Linked DNA regions of Macaca mulatta: region 2 is linked to region 1. A link is a contact called in public Hi-C data. All regions are on one chromosome and are shown on one strand. Each heading gives the region's core, a stretch centred on a gene start, on an enhancer-like site or on the middle of the called end of the contact. The rest is flanking DNA. Distances are from core to core; before and after follow the strand shown. Region 1 holds the start of DDX6 (DEAD-box helicase 6). Region 2 holds the start of UPK2 (uroplakin 2).

Region 1 (4,380 bases), core at 490-2,989:
GTGAAACTCAAAATTTTAAAGTCAACAGATCTCAAAATTTATGAGAAAATGCTCCTTGATTATGCCTTCCTTAAAAAAAAAAAAAAAAAGAACAAGTTGCTCACAAGCAAATCCTGATTATCACATACACAAAGTTGTTTACTTTAAAGTCCTTCTGACATCTTAAGCAGATATGGTTAACAGCTACTTTCCTGTATTGACGGGTTTATATTATGATCAGCGACATCACGCAGTTCACACAGAGACTTAGCTGTTTGCAGAGCACTAAGAGGATGAAAAGGGCAACCTCTAAAGACCGAACGATATCATCATTACTGTCCATCATGCACAGTAAGACCTATATCCTTAAATCCAAAATGAGACTATGTGATAACTGCTCCCTTAAACTGAAACCTGCACTGCAGCTTTGTCTCAGAGAAGGAAATATTCCTCCTATTCCTTCCCAATTTATATTTTCAAGTTATCTTTCTCCATTTTCAAAACAAAACAAAACACAAAAAAACGAGAAACAGACTAGAAACGTAGACTAGTTGGGAGGAGCCCCTAGCGGAGTTAATTACAGCACTTCTCAGATCATAGTTAGCAATTGACAGTTTCACACCCAAAACAGTATCGTCATCGCCAACAAGAGCTTTTGTTTGCAAATGCAGCGCAGTTTTTCTAAGCTTTGCCTGCAAGTTGGAGTGACTGGGTTTTATTCTGAAGGGAAAGGGGGGCTGTGGAAGGGAAAAGAAAGAGATAAGGGAAAGAGACAAGTCAATGACTGGAGCCCCACAATTGTAGGGAAATTTCTTGCCCTCCCCCCTGCTGCCCCTCGCCCCAAACACACACACGTCAAGTCAGCTCCCTCTGACCATAAACACAAAAGGTTGGGCTCTGCAATCCTATCTGCGCAATATGAACCGGCAACCAGCTCCATCAGTAGCAAACAATAGGGACTCCCCCAAGAAGGCCCCAAAGGGACCCCCCAACCCAGAAATCCCCCTCCTTTCCTCCAAGAGTCTGGGGCTCCATATACACCCTCTTGTTATTGACCTGCAAGGCCTACCGCAATCAAGCAGCGGTCAGTTCGCTTCTAAACCGAGCCTTCCAATACAGCATGTCCCTGCCGCCCCCTATAGGGCCGCCTCGTACCCTATAACCTCCACCATCATCCCCCTAAGTCCTTGCCGCCCCCTTCGGCCTCATATTCCCTCATCTTCGATAAAGCTCCTCCGAGTACTTAGCCTGCTCCTCCTGCCGACCCTGCCGCGCACCACATTCCTATATTCGCCTCCTCTCAGGCGCCCCCACCCCACACAGCTGCCGCCCGCCTTCCTCCCCAGGCCCGGCCAGGCCTTAGGCCTCCGCCCAAGAGAGTCCCCCAGAGCCGGCCCGGGAGACTCCCCGCAGCCCCCACAGCGCCGCTGACCTCGACCCCACCACCTCACCCCAGGCCTCGCGGCTCGGGCCCGTGTCCTACCAAGGAGGCCACTCCCGCTCGGCACCCTCGGTCCTTTATTGTTGACTCGAAGCTCCCAAAATGGCGGCCGCTCCTTCCTCCTCGGAAACCTCCGCCCGCCCCCACTCGGCCCCCTCGCTACGGCCTCCTCCCGCCCCCGCCCCCACCCGGCTCCGAGGGGCGCGCAGCCCAGCCGCCCGCGCCGCCGGCTCCCCCGGCCGTCCAGCCCTACCTCCTCCGCTGCCCGCTCTCGTGGCGCCGCCGAAGTCGCCGCCGGGCTGAGCTAACTCGGCTCCTCTGTCCCCTCCCTCGCTCGCCCGTTCGCCTGCCCGCCGCCTCCTCCCTCTTTCCCTGCCTCTCCGCATGGCGGCGACCGCGGCTCCTCCTCCACTCAAGATGGCGAAACCTCGGCCGCCGCGGCTACATCCGCCGCGGCGTCACTGCCTTCCCGGCCTGGTGGTGAGAGGAAGCCGGGCCGCAAAAGCCTCCTGAGGAGAAAATGGAGGGCCCTTCTCTCACACCGACGAGAAAAGTTCGAGGGGGAAATATGAGTTCCTTTCTGAAGGGACAGGACGGCTGCTTTTCCACAGCTGCGAAGTGATTGGGGAATGGTGGCTGGCAAGGGTAGCCCTGCCTTCGCCCCTCCAAAGTAAAAATAGGGAGTTGAGACCAGAGGAGCATCTCTTTATTACATGTCTAAGGCTATGTTTTGAAAACTGGCCCCCGGGCAGCTGCTTGGGGACAGGAAGCTGACCTGACTTCTCGTGCTAGCCGGGGAGGCTGATGCCGGGCGTAAGGGGCCGCGTCCATCCAGGAAGGCGCGGGACTAGCGGCCCGGAGACGCGGGGCACGCGTCTGAGTGTGGGGGCCGGAAGGGGGGCCGACCGGGCCTGGAGGCCGCGACAGGCAGGAGGGAGGACTCCAGGGAGCGCGCGGGGGGCGCTTCGCGGAGGGGCAGGGCGGGCCAGTAGGGCGCGCCTGGCTAGGGGAAGGCTCCGGGCTTGAAAGTGCGCCTGGGGGGCTGGTTGGGGGTGGGGGCAGGCACCGGGCTTGAGGGTGTGCCTGGGCGGGGGAAGGCTCCAGGCAAGAGGGCGCGCCTGCGGGTTGTATGGGGGGGTACACCGAGCTTGAGGGTGCGCCCCAGGGGCTCTCATGTGAAGTGTACTAGGCTTGAGGGCGCCCCTGTGGGGCCGGGTGGGGCAAAGGCACCGAGCTTGAGGGTGCGCCTCGGGGGGCCGCGGGGGGAAGGCACCGGGCTTGAGCGTGCGCCGGGAGAGGACGGCGGGGGACCGGACTGTGAGGGCGTATCTTGGGGGACCTGTTGGGGAGGAACCGGGAGGTGAAGGCACAGCTGGGGATGAGGTGGGGGCAGGGGCCGGGCTGTGAGAGTGCGACTGAGGGGGATTACTCCGGAACGCATGGAGCAGGGGTAGCTCACCGGAGTGGTGGGGGGAGAAGCTGGACTGTAAAGTGAGGAGTTGATAGGGCGCAACCCTCTTCTCCTGCCGTCGAAGGGCAAGACTCAAGAACTCAAGAAAGTGGGAGCGGAGGAGGCCGGGCCCTCCCCCAAAGGGAGGGAAGCTACTGAATCGTCCGTTATAATGGAAGTAGGAATTCAGTAAGGAAATGGAGAACCTGAAGGCAGAGGGTGATTCCTCCTGGCTGACCCTCACTATAAAGATATTTATTTATCTTTCCATAATTACTTTTCAGATCCCAATGTCTCTGTTTATCCTTGACAGAAATAATAGAACTGCTGTCTTCTTCCAAGTTAAACAAAACTTTGGAGTTAAAAGCTAACTAGGTCAAGCGAAACAATATCTGGGTCTCGCCCAATTGAGAGACTTGAGTATACAAAGAATGGCCAAACCTATCCATGACCTCCTACCCATGACCTCTGCAGTAATCTGCCCAGAATGGTCAGGACTTGATCTTTAGCTGGCCGCTTCCCTATTTCTTGCCCCTGCTTCCAGCTCTGGGCCAATCAGAGAAAGCCAAATGTGCTCCTCACACCAATCACATAAGAAGCCCTGCTTCTAATTAGCCCTCCTCCAACTTCCCGGTGCCGGGAGCCTCCAATCAGAGCCAGCCTGAAGTTTCTCACTTTTTTCACTGTATGTAAAGCTTTTCCACTCCCCTGCCTGCCTATGAGTCTACCAAACCAAGTGATGGGTCTCGGCTGACTCCCTTGCCAGCTCTGAGTAAATAGCCTGTTCTCATCTGGTGGTCGTTATTTCTACACAGCCAGTGGGAAGGTGGTGGAGAATAGTGAAGACTATTCTTAAGGTTAAAAAGAAGGTTCGCCTTAAATTTTTTTTAAATTTTAAATTTACAGTATGGCGTCTCCTGCCCAGCTTTTAAAATACCTGCTCATGTAAGGAAATAGCCTTGCACCTTGTGCCCATCCTGGAGAGAAAATGGTTTCTTAATAAAATAATAATGTATGAGGCCTTTTTTGCCCCCGCTATCTTCCTAAGCAGAGGAATGTGAAGGGGGGTTGGGCCAAGAAGTGAGTGGTAGGAAGAGAGGCCTACAGATTTAAAACAGGCCACTGCTCGGAAAGGTCTCTTTCCTAGACCGCTGAAGAAATTGAACCAGGCAAAGGAAGGGGGTTCACACCCACAAATAAACTATAACCTACAAAAGGAGCCCGAGTTCACATCCACAAATAAATTGTAACTTACACAAGGAGCCTGGTTGAGGTCACAAAACAAAAGTAAGGAGGCAACCAAAAGTAGAATATGAAATAGGTACCCCCATCTCACCTAGGAATCCTTCCAGGGCTAAAACCTGCAAAGATTCTGCTTTTAGGGTAGTCAGATACCCTCACAACTCATTTATATCAGCCCTTCTCTGTTTTCAAGTGAGAAGCATAGATGGTTTAGAATTAAGCTATGAACTCTTGGATCTTTTCTTCCAAGTTTAGTGTTAGTGGTTGA
Region 2 (4,380 bases), core at 773-3,272, 170 kb after region 1:
ATTGGGAAGGAACACCTGCCCTGATCCCTGATGTCCGTGGAAGAGGATCCAGTTGAGGGTGGGGATGGTGTTTACCAGTACAGAGCAGCTGGCAACTCCAAGTGTGGCCTGGAGACCACATCATCAGACCAGCATCATCAGTGTTACCGGGAAGTCACTAGAAATGCAGAATTGACTGGGAACGGTAGCTCACGCCTGTAATCCCAACACTCTGGGAGGCCAAGGTGGGTGGATCACCTGTGGTCAGGAGTTTGAGACTGGCCTGGCCAACATGGTGAAACCTCATCTCTACTAAAAATACAAAAATTAGCTGGGTGTGGCTGGGCACAGTGGCTCATGCCTATAATCCCATCACTTTGGGAGGCCAAGGCTGGTGGATCACCTGAAGTCAGGAGTTCGAGACCAGCCTGACCAACATGGAGAAACCCCATCTCTACTAAAAATACAAAATTAGCTGGGCGTGGTGGCGCAAGCCTGTAATCCCAGCTACTCGGGAGGCTGAGGCAGGAGAATCGTTTGAACTTGGGAGGCGGAGGTCACAGTGAGCCAAGATTGCACCATTGCACTCTAGCGTAGGCAACAAGAGTGAAATTCGTCTAAAAAAAAAATTAGCCAGGTGTGGTGGCAGGCGCCTGTAATCCCAGCTACTCCGGAGGATGAGGTTGTAGTGAGCTGAGATCGCACCACTGCACTCCAGCTTGGATGACAGAGATTCTGTCTCCAAAAAAAAAAAAAAAAAAAGGAAAGAAAGAAAAGAAAAGAAATGCAGCCAGGCGCGGTGGCTCACGCCTGTAATCCCAGCACTTGGCCAAGGCGGGCGGATCATCTGAGGTCAAGAGTTTGAGATCAGCCTGACCAACATGGAGAAACCCTGTCTCTACTAAAAATTCAAAATTAGCCGGGAGTGGTGGTGCATGACTATAATCCCAGTTACTCGGAAGGCTAAGGCAGAAGAATCGTTTGAACCCTGGAGGCGGAGGTTGCAGTGAGCTGAGACCACGCCACTGCACTCCAGCCTGGACAACACAGTGAGACTCTGTCTCAAAAAAAAAAAAAAAAATGCAGAATTTCAGGCTTCACCCCAGACCCATCACATGACTGCATGATAAGCTGCATCCTAACAAGATCCCTGGTAATTCATATACACATTAAATTTGGAGAAGCCCTGGCTTAAGACCCTCCTACTCTCTGCTTAGGCCCATGAGTTCTTCCTTTACTGTCATTCTCCACTCACCCCAAACTTTGAGCCTACCCTTCCCACCTTGGCGGTAAGGACACAACCTCCCTCACATTCCTACCAGGACCCCAACCTTCCCTGGGACTGAGGAAGATAGAATAGTTCATAGAGCAAACGGTTATACAGCAACAGTCTCTGTACAGCTCTCAGGCTTCTGGAAGTTCTACAGCTTCTCCCGACAAGGTATTCCACTTTCCACAAGTAACTCTATGTGTCTGAGTCTCAGTTTCCACTTCTCTCTCTCTCTCAATTTTCTGAGACAGAGTTTCACTCAGTTGCCCAGCCTGGAGCGCAGTGGCACAATCTCGGCTCACTGCAACCTCCACCTCCCAGGTTCAAGCGATTCTCCTGCCTCAGCCTCCTGAGTAGCTGGGATTACAGGCGCACGCCACCACGCCAGGCTAGTTTTTGTATTTTTAGTAGAGATGAGGTTTCGCCATATTGGCCAGGCTGATCTCAAACTCCTGACCTCAGGTGATCCGCCCACCTCAGCCTCCCAAACTGCTGGGATTACAGGCATAAGCCACCATGCCTGGCCGATCTCTTTTTTATTTTAATAGAGATCAGTCTCTCTGTGTTGCCTAGGCTGGTCTTGAGCTCCTGGCCTCGAGTGATCCTCCCACCTTGGCCTCCCAAAGTGTTGGGATTACAGGCATGAGCCACCGTGCCTGGCCTCAGTTCTACTTCTACAAAAGGAAGTCAATACCATCTACCACCCAGGATGGCTGTAGGCCTACAACGGAGCACACAGAACCCCTGCCCAGGGCCCAGAAGAAGTCCTGACTCCTCTCCTCTCCCTCTGCTCAGAACTCCTCTGCTTCTCTCTGACGTAGCCCAGGGCTGGAGGAGGCAGTCAGAAAGTTCTCTCTCTTTTTCCTGTTCTCTTACGAGGTCTCTTTCCTTCATTCTCAGTTCAACAAATGGTTGCTGCCCAAGGCTGACTGTGCACACCCCCTACCCCTGCTGGCCGGGTCAACATCTGTCTCTCTGGTCTCTCCAGAAGTCTTCTATGGCCACCTTCGTCCCCACCCTCCAGAGGAATCTGAAACCGCATGTGCTCCCTGGCCCCCACAGCCCCTGCCTCTCCCAGAGCAGCAGTACCTGAGCCTCAGTGCACTCCAATAATTAAAACCCTTGGTCTGCTGCCCCTCCCCACCAGAATGTTTCTCTCCCATTTTTGCCCACTCAAGGCCCTTTCAGTAGCCCCTTGGAGTATTCTCTTCCTACATACTGGGGCAACTTCCAAACTCATCACCCTTCTGAGGGGTGGGGAAAGACACCCACCACACTGGGGGAGCAGTCCCCCAGGGACAGGACAGGCTCCAGATGCCTGTGCACACAGGAACACTGCCTTACGCACGGGAGTCCCAGAAGAAGGGGTGATTTCTTTCCCCACCTTAGTTACCCAGCTCTCGGCAGCTGGCTACGCCACCAGGATCCAGCCAGGGCGTCCCCCTTCCTGGCCTGAGGGCCAGCTCCCCATCCTGAAAAACCTGTCTGCTCCCCCTACCCCTTTGAGGCCATAGGGCCCAAGGGGCAGGTTGGACTGGATTCCCCTCCGGCCCCTCCCACCCCCAGGACAAAATCAGCCATCCCAGGGGCAGGGCCTCACTTGCCTCAGGAACCCCAGCCTGCCAGCACCTGTTCTACCTCCCAGCCCAGCATGGCACCCCTGCTGCCCATCCAGACCTTGCCCTTGATCCTGATTCTGCTGGCTGTGCTGTCCCCAGGGACTGCAGGTCTCTTCCATCTCTGGCAGGGGTGGGAAGGGGGCTGGGGGCCTGGACAGGGAGCACTGTACCTTCCAGGGCTCTCAAAGAGAGGTCTGGACAGTTGGGAGTCAGAGCTGGTGATGGCAGTGACTGGGTATCAGACACTGGGCTCAGGGTACACTCTTGATCCTCCTCCAGACCTAGGAGGCAGAGACGTGTGGGCAAGGATCCCCCAAGGCTGCAGGTAGGGGTGAGGTTGGGCGCTGCCCGGCTCCTGGCATCCAGGATCTGGCTCTGGGGACCGCTTTGTGGAGGGTGCAGCTTCTGCAGCCCAAGCCTGCCACCTGGTGGTCATACCGGCACAGGCCTGGCTGTTCTGCCCAGGGTTCACAGAGTGGAAAGGGAGATGACTCCAATGGGACAGGGCCAGATCTGTTGGCCAGGAGGGGGCCAATCCCCATTGGAGCTCCCTCCTGCCTCCCATCAGACTTCAACATCTCAAGCCTCTCTGGTCTGCTGTCCCCGGCACTAACGGAGAGCCTGCTGGTTGCCTTGCCCCCCTGTCACCTCACAGGAGGCAATGCCACACTGACAGTCCGGAGAGCCAATGACAGCAAAGGTCTGCTACCCCTTCCTGCCACCCCTTCCTGCGACACCCCCTGTGCCCCTTTCCCCATTCATGCCTTCCTGTCCACCCCTCTCCTGGGGCACCCGTACTCTAAAAGCTGCCCCTTCTCCTTGGGGCCTCCAAGGAGAACCTTGACCCAGCCTTCTCCTCCCCCCACTTCTGCCCAGTGGTAAAGTCCAGTTTTGTGGTGCCTCCGTGCCGTGGGCGCAGGGAACTGGTGAGTGTGGTGGACAGTGGTGCTGGCTTCACAGTCACTCGGCTCAGTGCATACCAGGTGACAAACCTCGTGCCAGGAACAAAATACTAGTAGGTACCGGGTCCAGCCTGGGGCACCTAGGGAAGGGGTTGCAGGAAGAGAAGCTAGTGTGGGGGAGATCTGGTGGGCATGGGGAGAGAGTGAGGGCACAGCAAAAGGGGGTGAAAGCTGGGCCTCTAGTGGAGGAATGCAAACTGGGGAGACACAGCTGTGAGGGCAGATGGCCCAGGCTGGAGTCCCTCTTCCTGTAAGTCCCAGATACTCACTGAGGGTTCTCCACTCTCTCCCAAACCCACCACAAAAGCATTTCCTACCTAGTGAAGAAGGGAACAGCCACTGAGTCTAGCAGAGAGATCCCAATGTCCACACTCCCTCGTAAGTAACACTCCTACCTTCCTTTCCCATCTCAGCGGCCACAAAAGTTTCCCTGGCCATTTCTGCCTCATCCCCAGTCTGGGTTGCCTGTGCCTCCCCGTGCGCCCTCAGGGCCCCTGCTTACCTTTATCCTAGCACAGAGCCTTTGGCATGGCTACTGCACACTCAGCTA

What was found. Hi-C and Micro-C count contacts between places; a contact is called where the count stands out from the background.
Region 2: a contact with region 1 is called in a Hi-C map of fetal cortex germinal zone, with 2.0 times the contacts expected there. The contact joins the promoter of UPK2 here to the promoter of DDX6 in region 1. A contact is called at or near these places in 2 of 14 Hi-C or Micro-C datasets (fetal cortex germinal zone and fetal cortical plate).

Annotation. Positions count from the first base shown.
Region 1 is chr14:119,471,732-119,476,111 of T2T-MMU8v2.0, forward strand. It overlaps DDX6 (DEAD-box helicase 6), which reads right to left and starts at 1,740. Exons shown (of 14, transcript XM_015115880.3): 1 at 1,674-1,740.
Region 2 is chr14:119,640,986-119,645,365 of T2T-MMU8v2.0, forward strand. It overlaps UPK2 (uroplakin 2), which reads left to right and starts at 2,023. Exons shown (of 5, transcript XM_001095616.5): 1 at 2,023-2,976; 2 at 3,437-3,568; 3 at 3,745-3,883; 4 at 4,138-4,208. The coding sequence starts at 2,901.